Linked DNA regions of Rattus norvegicus: region 2 is linked to region 1. A link is a contact called in public Hi-C data. All regions are on one chromosome and are shown on one strand. Each heading gives the region's core, a stretch centred on a gene start, on an enhancer-like site or on the middle of the called end of the contact. The rest is flanking DNA. Distances are from core to core; before and after follow the strand shown.

Region 1 (4,703 bases), core at 738-3,237:
GGTGGAGTCCTGACGTTAGATGGCTCTCAGTTTTCATAATGTAAGTAGCCCTATCGTCCCCCTTTTAGAAGACTGACAGTGTGCTACCACCCAACTCAGCTAGGAAAAGATTTGGTTATCAGTCTTATAAAGTAACTTTTGACTGCTATTAGAACCCACTGCCAGACCCTAGCAGAGCCAGGGAAATCCTATCACTGGGTAACTGTTCTGTCAGCGTTGGCTTTTGTGTCACGTGAGTTGCTGATGTCGAAGGCTCTCGGGGCCAGCAGCCCTTGGGCATCCCTTCATATTTGTAACATGCATCTTTGACAGGGTGCCGCGCCATCAGGGTGAGCTAAGAGATCAGAACATTCTGGTATCTTCCTTTGCGCTGTTTTCTTCAGGTGAAGTGGACCCCATGATGTGTGTCACAAGGAGCGAGCGCAGGTGAGAAGTGGGTTTAAGCAGGTGCCTAGCACGGGCTCAGAAATCAGTTCAGTCTTCTGTGACCTTTGCAGTCGGTTCAGAGACCCCTGGGGGAGGGGCTTGTCTGTAGGAGTTGAGTAGCTCAGGAAGTTGTGAGTCCTGGGGATTGGGGGGAGATAACAATCAACATGGTGAGTCAAGAGGTTTCTGGAAATCTCTTCCAGTCTCCATCTTGGGACCTCTGAGATTTAGGCCAGAGAAGTCCTTTCTATTTCTATCTATCATTTATTTTTGAGACGGTTTCTTTGTTGCCATGTGGTCCTACTCCCGGATCAAGTATCCTTCTGCCTCCTCCCCTTGGTGTTGGGATTACAGGCTTGGGTCACCACGCCACTGATCAGGGCAAAGGACATCTGTCTTTGAGATCTGGATTTGCTTAATCGAAAAAGGGAACGCAGTGCTTACTGGTACTAACTTCCGTGGATGATAGTGAGGTTTTCCCATATCCTGGCAATACAGAAAGGTCCGGAAGACGCTCCAATTTTGTGACCATGCTTGGGCTCCTGAGAGTAGGATACCCTGGGGTTGTCTGTTTTGTCTTGGCATACGTTCCAGGATTCGGAGCTCTGGCTAAGTCACGTTGTCTGTGGCCTGCCACCTCCGGGGAATATAGAGCCCCTCAAGGTCCACAGTTCAGCGGACCACTTCCAAAGAGCTTCAGGGCCAGGCGCCGAAATGGGACTCTAGCCTCAGGTGGAGGCGATGGGGAGCATCCCGCAGGTGGCGGCGCTCAGCCGCAGCCAGGTGGGCGTGCCAGGCCCCGCCCCGCGCTCTGGTCTTGGGGAGGGTGGGACGAACGGAAGCCCCGCCTTCCCCGCGCGCTAGTTCGGAGCCGGTGCGGGAGCGGAGGCGCGCGGAGCCGGCAGGAGCACGCGGGAGCGCGGCCCCGCAGCGGCCCGGCCCGAGGGAGCAGCACGCAAGAGCAGAACGGCCTGGCGACCCCCGCCCCAGTCAGGACCCCGCCCCAGCGCGACGCGGCCCCTAGAGAAGACTCCTACCCCAGAGCGCGGCCTCGCCCGCCTCGCTCGCCCCGGTCCCCGGGCTGCGGGCATGGACAGCGCCCGCTCGCCCTGTGAGTATCGAGCCCTCCCGCTCGCCGCCTTTGTGTGCGCGCCGCGCCGCCGCAGCCCCCTCCCCGCGCGCCCCGGGCCCGCGTCCTTTGTGGAGCAGGCTCCTGTCCGGTGCTTCCCCTTACCGCGGGCCTCCCTGTCCCCTTCCCACCCGCCCGCGGGATAGCCTAACGGGGTCGCCTCTGTGCTGGCTTTGACCCTTTTTTCCAGCCTCTGGAGCCCTCTGTAGCTCCTCTGGGCCCTCAGGGACACCTAGCAGGTCGTCCCCTGTGGAGTCCCTGGGACAGCTTGAGACAGGCCATGTTCCCGGCTCGGGGCTGAGTGAGGCAGGGCATCCCCTTGCAATCCACGCCTCGGGAGCAGATCTGCAGCCCCTCTCCCCGGAGCCCGCAGAGGACCGCCCGGCAGGCCACTTCTGCGGTGGGGCTGGGCAGGGCGCGGGCCCAGAGGCGGCGCTGTCTCATCCCGCGGCCCAGGCAGGTGCGGCGGGGCTGGCGCTCACGCGGGGCCCGTGTGTCCTTGGCCCGCAGAGATGGACGGCGATGGCGGCCGCCGAGACGCCCCCGGCGCGTTGATGGAGGCCGGGCGCGGCACGGGGTCGGCGGGCATGGCGGAGCCGCGAGCGAGGGCGGCGCGGCTCGGGCCCCAGCGCTTCCTGCGGCGCAGCGTGGTGGAGTCGGACCAGGAGGAGCCGCCGGGCCTGGAGGCGGCCGAGACGCCGAGCGCGCAGCCCCCACAGCCCCTGCAGCGCAGGGTGCTTCTACTCTGCAAGACGCGCCGCCTCATCGCGGAGCGCGCCCGGGGCCGCCCCGCCGCGCCCGCGCCTGCCGCGCCCGCTGCGCCTCCTGGCTCCCCGAGTGCCCCCTCGGACCCTGGCCCGGAGCGAGCGGGCACGCAGGAGCCCAGCCCAGATCCCACCACCGCGTCAGCTGCAGCCACCCCGGTCCCCGACGGCGGCCCGCGGCAGGAGGAGGCGCCCGCCCCAACCCAGGAGGACACTGGAGCTACCGAGGCAAAGCCGGAGCCCGGGCGCGCACGCAAGGATGAACCTGAGGAGGAGGAGGACGATGAGGACGACCTCAAGGCTGTGGCTACCTCTTTGGACGGCCGCTTCCTCAAGTTCGACATCGAGCTGGGCCGGGGCTCCTTCAAGACGGTCTACAAGGGGCTGGACACGGAGACCTGGGTGGAGGTAGCATGGTGTGAACTGCAGGTGAGCGCCGCTGCCCGCAGGTGGGCTGTCAGCATATGCGTCCTTGGGTGTGTCCTTGCTCCTATGCAGGGCTTTAGGCAGCCCTGGGGATGGTGGCTGGTATGTGTCACCATCTGTGTGGGTGTCCTGCAGGACATGTACGGTGTGTAATGGATAGCCTGTTGGTGCTGTTTCTGGACCTGTGCACAGGTTGAGGCTTGTCATCTTGGAGGTCAAGGCTGGGTATGTGCTGTACCCAACCATGCCCATGGTGACATAGGTTCTGGAGTAGGCAGTGGATATTCATTCTGTCAGCCCATGCTCCTGGTCCGTCCTCAGAACCCACTTTTATTGACTCAGTAGAGACCCGAGGGTAGTGAGAGAGAAGGCTGTCTCTGAGCCCTTTTCTAGCGGACTTGGAGGTTCCCAGCTGCCCTCAAATTAGCATTTTCCTTTGCCCTGCAAGATATAGGTGTGATAGCTGCAGATGCCCGCAAGGGCTTCCTGGGTCTCAGGAATGAAGCCTGGTGGGTCCTTGGGGCCCTGCGGGCCAAGGCCTAGAAGCTCTGTCAGCAGCTTCCTGGTGTCTAAGAGCCTGGTTTGTTCACACATTAGATGAGTGCGTGAAAGTCATGAAACAAAAAAAAAATGCCTGTCTTCTTTCTCTCTCTCTCTACCTCTTCCCTACCCCCTTCTTCCTTCTACTTCTATCTCTGTTTCTGTCTCTCTTTTTTTCCTTTCTTTTCTGGAAGAGAGGCTCAGCATGTATTTTTCATAACCTTGCCCTCACGTTAGCTGTGTCAGCCCTGGGCCTGAAGATTATATAAACCGCAACCCTAGCCGTCCTGGGGCCAGCCTTGGAAGGGGAGGCAGCTCCTGTCACAAGGGGTGTTTACAGGCCCTCCCTTACTGGGAGGGAGGGGCAGCTGTCAGGCAGGGGCCAACTGGGAGAGTGCTGGCTGGAGGTGTAAGCCTACCCCGTTGGCCTGTAAAGTTAGCTGGCCTTCCAGGGCTAATGCATCCTGGGCAAACCTGGGTGAGCTGGGTGCCAGGGCTGCTGTCCACTGCAGGATGCCTGCACTTTTGGCTCAGAAATGAGATTCAGGGGCTGTGTTCTCAGCACCCGCAGCGTGCTCGGCATGTGTGTACAAACTGCGCTCGTTTCAGAGGTGACCTATCAATCTGTTCTGAGACAAAGAGTTTCTGTTTTGGTTCTTTTTTTTTTTTTTTTTTTTTTTCAGAGCTGGGGACCGAACCCAGGGCCTTGCGCTTCCTAGGTAAGCGCTCTACCACTGAGCTAAATCCCCAGCCCCTGACAAAGAGTTTCAAAGGGCTTGTCTCCATACTGCCCTTCGGTTCTGTCATGGAAATACAGCTTCACACGAGAGGGTCAGTGGTGTCTCTTGGAGACTTTCAGCAGGAGTTGAGTTTCCTTCCTCCTTTGCGGTTCCTATGAGGACCACCCCTTTCTTTTACCTGGCATGTCCTAGAGCAGTGCTTCTCAACCTTCCTGATGCCGCAACCCTTTTAATACAGTTCCTCATGTTGTGGTGCCCCTCCTCCCCGCAGCCATAAAATTATTTTCATTGCTACTTTGTAACTGTAATTTTGCTACTGTTACGGATCATGATGTAAATATCTGTGCTTTCCTGTAGTCTTAGGCAACCCCTCTGAGAGGGTCTTAGCCCACAGGTTGAGAACCACTATCCTAGACCTGGTACAGAGACAGCCTTGATTATGCAGAATGGGTGGGGATGGGGAGGGGCAAAGCGTGTGGCCCAGGATCCTAAAGTGTGCCCTGTGTCCCTGCTACCTGAAGAGGCACCCAGGAGAAAGGGGATGTATGTGAGTCTCAGTTCTGGAGAATGGCACGAATCTTGGCTCCCCACCTCCCTGCTCTTGCCAGATGACCAGCGTGGCTTTCTGAGCACCTGCTGGTACTGCTACTATGGAATGTCGCTGAATATAGAGGACAG
Region 2 (4,703 bases), core at 1,294-3,793, 74 kb after region 1:
TGGCGGCACCACCCCCATGCACTCACTCTTGAGCCTCTCCCCACCTGAGAGATTCTCCCAACCTGATCTCACCCCCAGCGTTAAGCCTTGACAGCTCTGAAGCTGAGGCATGTCCCCTACCACAGACCAACACCTTCTTCTGGCTTTGCTGGGAAGGGTGCAGGGGGAACAGCCTGGTGTCAGGTACTACATGGCTCCGTTTTATGCCGCTCACTCTGAGCGTGTACACAACACCCTCGATTCGACATCTCGCTCTTTCATTTCTGGAGGCATTTGTGCTTGGAGAGATGGGGGTGGGAGGAGTGTTTATTGGCCAGCAGAAGACATTTGTCTAAAAAGCTGGTGGGAAGAAATGTGTTGGTCCTGTGTCCTCATTGAGTGAGCTGCTAGTACGAGGTGTCAACGGCTGAGCTCACTGATGACTGTGGGGGCGGGGAGGGCTAAGCAGCAACTCTGTGTGCAGGAGAGCAGGATCTGGCACTGTCTGTGTGTTCTGCGCCTTTTCATTCCTGCTGGCCTCTCTGGTTGCTACAGATCAGGCGGTTCTTCCATTGACTAGTAGAGCTTCTAGAGGTTTATTTTTAATCTTAAAAAAGATTTATTTTTATTTTTAATTATGTGTCTAGGTATGTGAGTGGAGGTGTCCACGGAGGCATTGGATCCCTATAGAGCTGGAGTTATGGGTTGTTGTGACTGCCCAACATGAATGCTGGGAAACAAACCTGGGTCCTTTGCAAGAGCAGGCAGTGTGTGCTCAAACACTGAGCCACTGCTTCCAGCCTGCTTTATGTTTTGTTTTGTTTTTGTTTTTGTTTTTTCAAATAGCAGATATGTATTCATTTAATAGGGGGAATTGTTCATGTGTTGCCACAGTACACATGTAGAGTGACCTCACAGGAGTTGCTTTTTCTCTTCCTATCATGTGGGTCCCAGGAATCAAGCTTGGATCATTACGTTTGAAGGCAAGGCCTTTACCCACTGAGCCATCTGGCTGACAGTCTCAGTTAAGGTTATTGTTGCTATGGCAAAACACTATTACCAAGAGCAGCTTGGGGAGAAAAGGGTTTATCTGTCTTATATTTCCACATCACTCTGCATCACGGGAGGAAGTCAGGACAGGAACCCAAACAGGGCAGGAACCTGAAGGCAGGAGCAGATTCCATGGAGGGGTGCTGCTTACTGGCTTGCTTCCCCTGGCTTGCTCAGCCTGCTTTCTTATAGAACCCAAGACCACCAGCCCAGGGATAGCCCCACCCACAAAGGCTGAGCCCTTCCCCTTTGATCACTAATTAAGAAAATGCCCCACAGGCTTGCCTCCAGCCTGATCTTAGGGATGCGTTTCCTCAACTGAGGCTCTCTCCTCTCTGATGACTCTCAGTTGGGTCAAGCTAACACAAAACTATCCAGGGCATTGACCCCCTTTTAAATTTTTTTAAATTACATTTAACTTCGGAAGTTTATTGATGAGCTGGGCTGGCTGCCCTCGGGCATCCCTTCCAGCAGAGGGAGTGTGTGTCCAGGAAAGAAGTGGCCTCTGAGGCTGCAGGGGTTGCTAACCAAGCATAGGTCTAAGTGAATGTTGCTGTTCCTTTTCCTGAGAGAAGAAAGTGACTGAATCTCCAGCCTCTCAGCCCTCCCAGGGCTGTGGATGGTTCTCACACCGAAATCTTCTTTCTCTTTCTTTTTTTTTTTTTTTTTTACTTTTCACTCCCAAAGAGCTATTTGAGAGAAACAGTCACGGGGCAGGAGGGTGGGGTAATTAGCCCGAATTCCTTGTCTCCTGAGAGACGGCAGGTATCTGAGTACTCTTCAGAGTGCACCTATGACTAGGAACAGCTACCCCATGCTCTGAACTGGGTTGAAGGCTAGAGAAGCAAGATGTTGATATACCAGGGAAACCACCAGAGCCCAGCTTAGACACTAAGTGTGTGTTACCTTCTAACTCTTCTTTCATCTGGGCTTATCCTGAAGTTCCTAGGCGTCTAGGCCTCTGTCTTCCCACACAGAGCTGTGTTCGGAGGCTCATGTCCTCTCGCTTCTGCCAAATCCACACTCCAGATGTGCTTTAAGACAGGGACTGCTTTCGGGAAACACGCGGGATAGGAAAGGGTCTTTCCTTCACCCTTCCTAAGGTGTGTGCACTGAGGTAGCTAGGCACAGCCTCTGCCACTGCCCCCTGGCACTCAGCCTGTGTTCTTATCCCTTGTGCCCCCCAGGTCCTGCTGGGCCACCCTCCTTCGTACACCACGGATGTTGCTGCTCCAGTCTCTGCTGTGTCCCTGCCGCCTGCTGTCCTTTCCCCTCCTCTGCCAGATACTCTGCTGCCTACTGTCCCTGAGCTCCTGCCCAAGCTCCCCAGCTCTCTGGCCCCTACGGTGGTCGCAGCTTCTCAGAGTGTGCCCACACAGACCTCTACACTCCTCCCACCAACAAACCCACCTCTGCCCACTGGGCCTGCAGTCGCTGGCCCCTGCCCTGCTGTCCAGCTGACGGTGGAAGCAGCTCAAGAGGTGTGTGCGCCCCTGTCCCCTGCTCAAGCCACCTGGGGTCTCAGCCCTCGAGGTGAGGGAAGCTTGCAGGAGGCACAGGGGGCGCTGGAACAGAGCTACTCCAAGCTGCTTTGCCTCTCGCTCTGCCCTGGCCCACATTAGGAGGAAGAGCATGGATTTCAGAAATGGGTTTTCCTCAGAGAGTGTATACAGGTTGCCGAGGGCTTTTGCAAACCCTGCGTGTCCTTTTTAGGGAATGATCAAAGTAGGTTAGCAATTTGTGGAAGGAAGCAACCCTGGGTTTCAAGAATCTGCTTGCCTCTAAGCCTTTAAAGATTACCCTTACCACACACTGGGCTCTGTGTGGGGAGAGCCTCAGAGGTGGTGGGGAGGCAGCTGCATGCTGTGGCTGGCTTCCCTGCTGAGGGGAGGCAGATCAGCACAATGTAACCCTGTTCTCTTTACTCTGTTCTTATTTTAGGAGCAGGTCTCACAAGACAAACCCCCGGGCCCCCCACAGAGCTGTGAGAGGTACCGCTCGGCCTCGCCCTCAGGATGGGGGGGCGGGTGCAGGCTCAGGAGCCAGTTTAGCCCAGCCTAGCACTGCTTGGCACTTTCATTCAGATCCTGCCCTACTTTTCCAGGGCACTATCAGGATTTTTTTTAACAGATATTGCACGCCCACATCCCTTTCCCAAATCTGAGCCAGAGTGGCTCAGGGAGCGTCTTTCTGGGCTTCGTCAGTCCAGGTTGAGTTCTGGTTGTCCTTGGTCCCTGATGAGCTATGGATCCTAGCACTAGTTCTTGTGCTGAGGGCATTCCAAAAGGGGCAGGTCATGGGCAGAGTCTCAGTACTGTGTGGTATACCTAGGTCCAGATGTCCAGGTTTCTCCTCCTGTGATCTGGGGTGGCAGTGGTGGTCCTTACTGAGGTGGGTAAGGGAGGGAGCTGGGATCCCACCACCGAGGGAAAGTGGATGTTGTGCAAGCAGGAAGCTCAGCGGACTCCACAGCCCTCACAACATCCCAGAAGGCCTGAGATCTTGTTGTTCAAATGGGGAAAGAGAAGCATGCAGATCCACTTCACAGGCAGAAGGGCCTAGCAAACCATCCAGCCCGTCACTGGGAAGCTAGTGCTTCCCCTGGCCCCTGGGTGGTACCGGGTGGGCACTGGAGGAAAAGAGAGAGAGGTTTTGGGTCCCCTTGCAGGCTGAGTATCATTCCTGCAGGTCTCAACTCTAGGCACTTAAGGCTTTAAAGCTCCGAGGGTAGACATTTTCTGGTAATCCATGTATGCCGTTAACATCCTTGGTTTCCCCTCAGCTTGGGAGGTTCTGATGTCACCTCTGGAAGAGATCTGAGTGACAACTGTGAAGGCACCTTTGGAACGGGCAGGCTGGAGGGAAGGGCTGCCCGGAAACACCACCGTAGGTCCACTCGTGCACGCTCCCGGCAGGAGAGGGCCAGCCGGCCCCGGCTCACTATCCTGAATGTGAGTGACCTGCTGTTTGGGGCACATGGGTGTGACGTCCTCTGCAATCTGATCGTGACTTCCTACAGGTGTGTAACACGGGGGACAAGATGGTGGAGTGTCAGCTGGAGACGCATAACCACAAGATGGTGACCTTCAAGTTTGACCTCGATGGGGACGCTCCAGATGAGATTGCCACATACATGGTAAGGCTGGGTCAGGGGTGAGGCCGCCTCCTTGAGGTCCGTAGACTCTTGTAAAAGTTAAAACGTTGAGTTCAGTCCTGCATGGAGGTGTTTGGGTGGCCTGTGGGTCGGGCACAAAACTTAGCAACTGTCCCCAGAGCTGTGGATATCCAGGGAGAGCATCAGCTTCCTGCAGGTGACTCCTGTGTAAGGACAATTCAGGTGCAAAGCACCTGCACAGCTCTCAATCTAAACTACATCCTTTTGGTCTCAGGTTCAGGTTTCCCCTGGATACCCTGGCCCTCCGGAGTCTCATTCTATTGTTTTCTCCTCCTACGGACTCCGTAAAGGATTGAGACACTTAGTTACCTAAAAGCTCTCCCCACTAAGCAGTATGTGAGAGTCCAGACAGCCCATGCTTCCCGATGGCCCCCTGCCTTGCTCCCTGCCCGTTTGGGGTTGGAGGCGTCAGTGGAAGCGCAGGTGTAGATGGTGGCTGGGGCATGGTGGGAGTTACTCAGTTACTCGTTTCACTGCTGAGACAAAACACCTGACAGAA

Evidence for each region. A called contact is a pair of places that touch in the nucleus more often than the background predicts.
Region 2: a contact with region 1 is called in a Hi-C map of frontal cortex, with 2.1 times the contacts expected there. The contact joins the enhancer-like site here to the promoter of Wnk2 in region 1. A contact is called at or near these places in 1 of 12 Hi-C or Micro-C datasets (frontal cortex) and 1 of 1 datasets of contacts at active chromatin or transcription factors (oligodendrocytes).

What each region holds. Positions count from the first base shown.
Region 1 is chr17:15,708,670-15,713,372 of GRCr8, forward strand. It overlaps Wnk2 (WNK lysine deficient protein kinase 2), which reads left to right and starts at 1,988. Exons shown (of 27, transcript NM_001191556.1): 1 at 1,988-2,748. The coding sequence starts at 2,068.
Region 2 is chr17:15,782,213-15,786,915 of GRCr8, forward strand. It overlaps Wnk2 (WNK lysine deficient protein kinase 2), which reads left to right. Exons shown (of 27, transcript NM_001191556.1): 12 at 2,217-2,510; 13 at 2,971-3,020; 14 at 3,812-3,980; 15 at 4,049-4,165. Among named protein-coding and RNA genes, the nearest start is that of Trnaa-ugc8, 38 kb to the right of the region's middle. Within about 2 kb of position 2,544, at least 19 of the 93 cell types and tissues checked have an H3K27ac peak or open chromatin away from gene starts, as enhancers often do.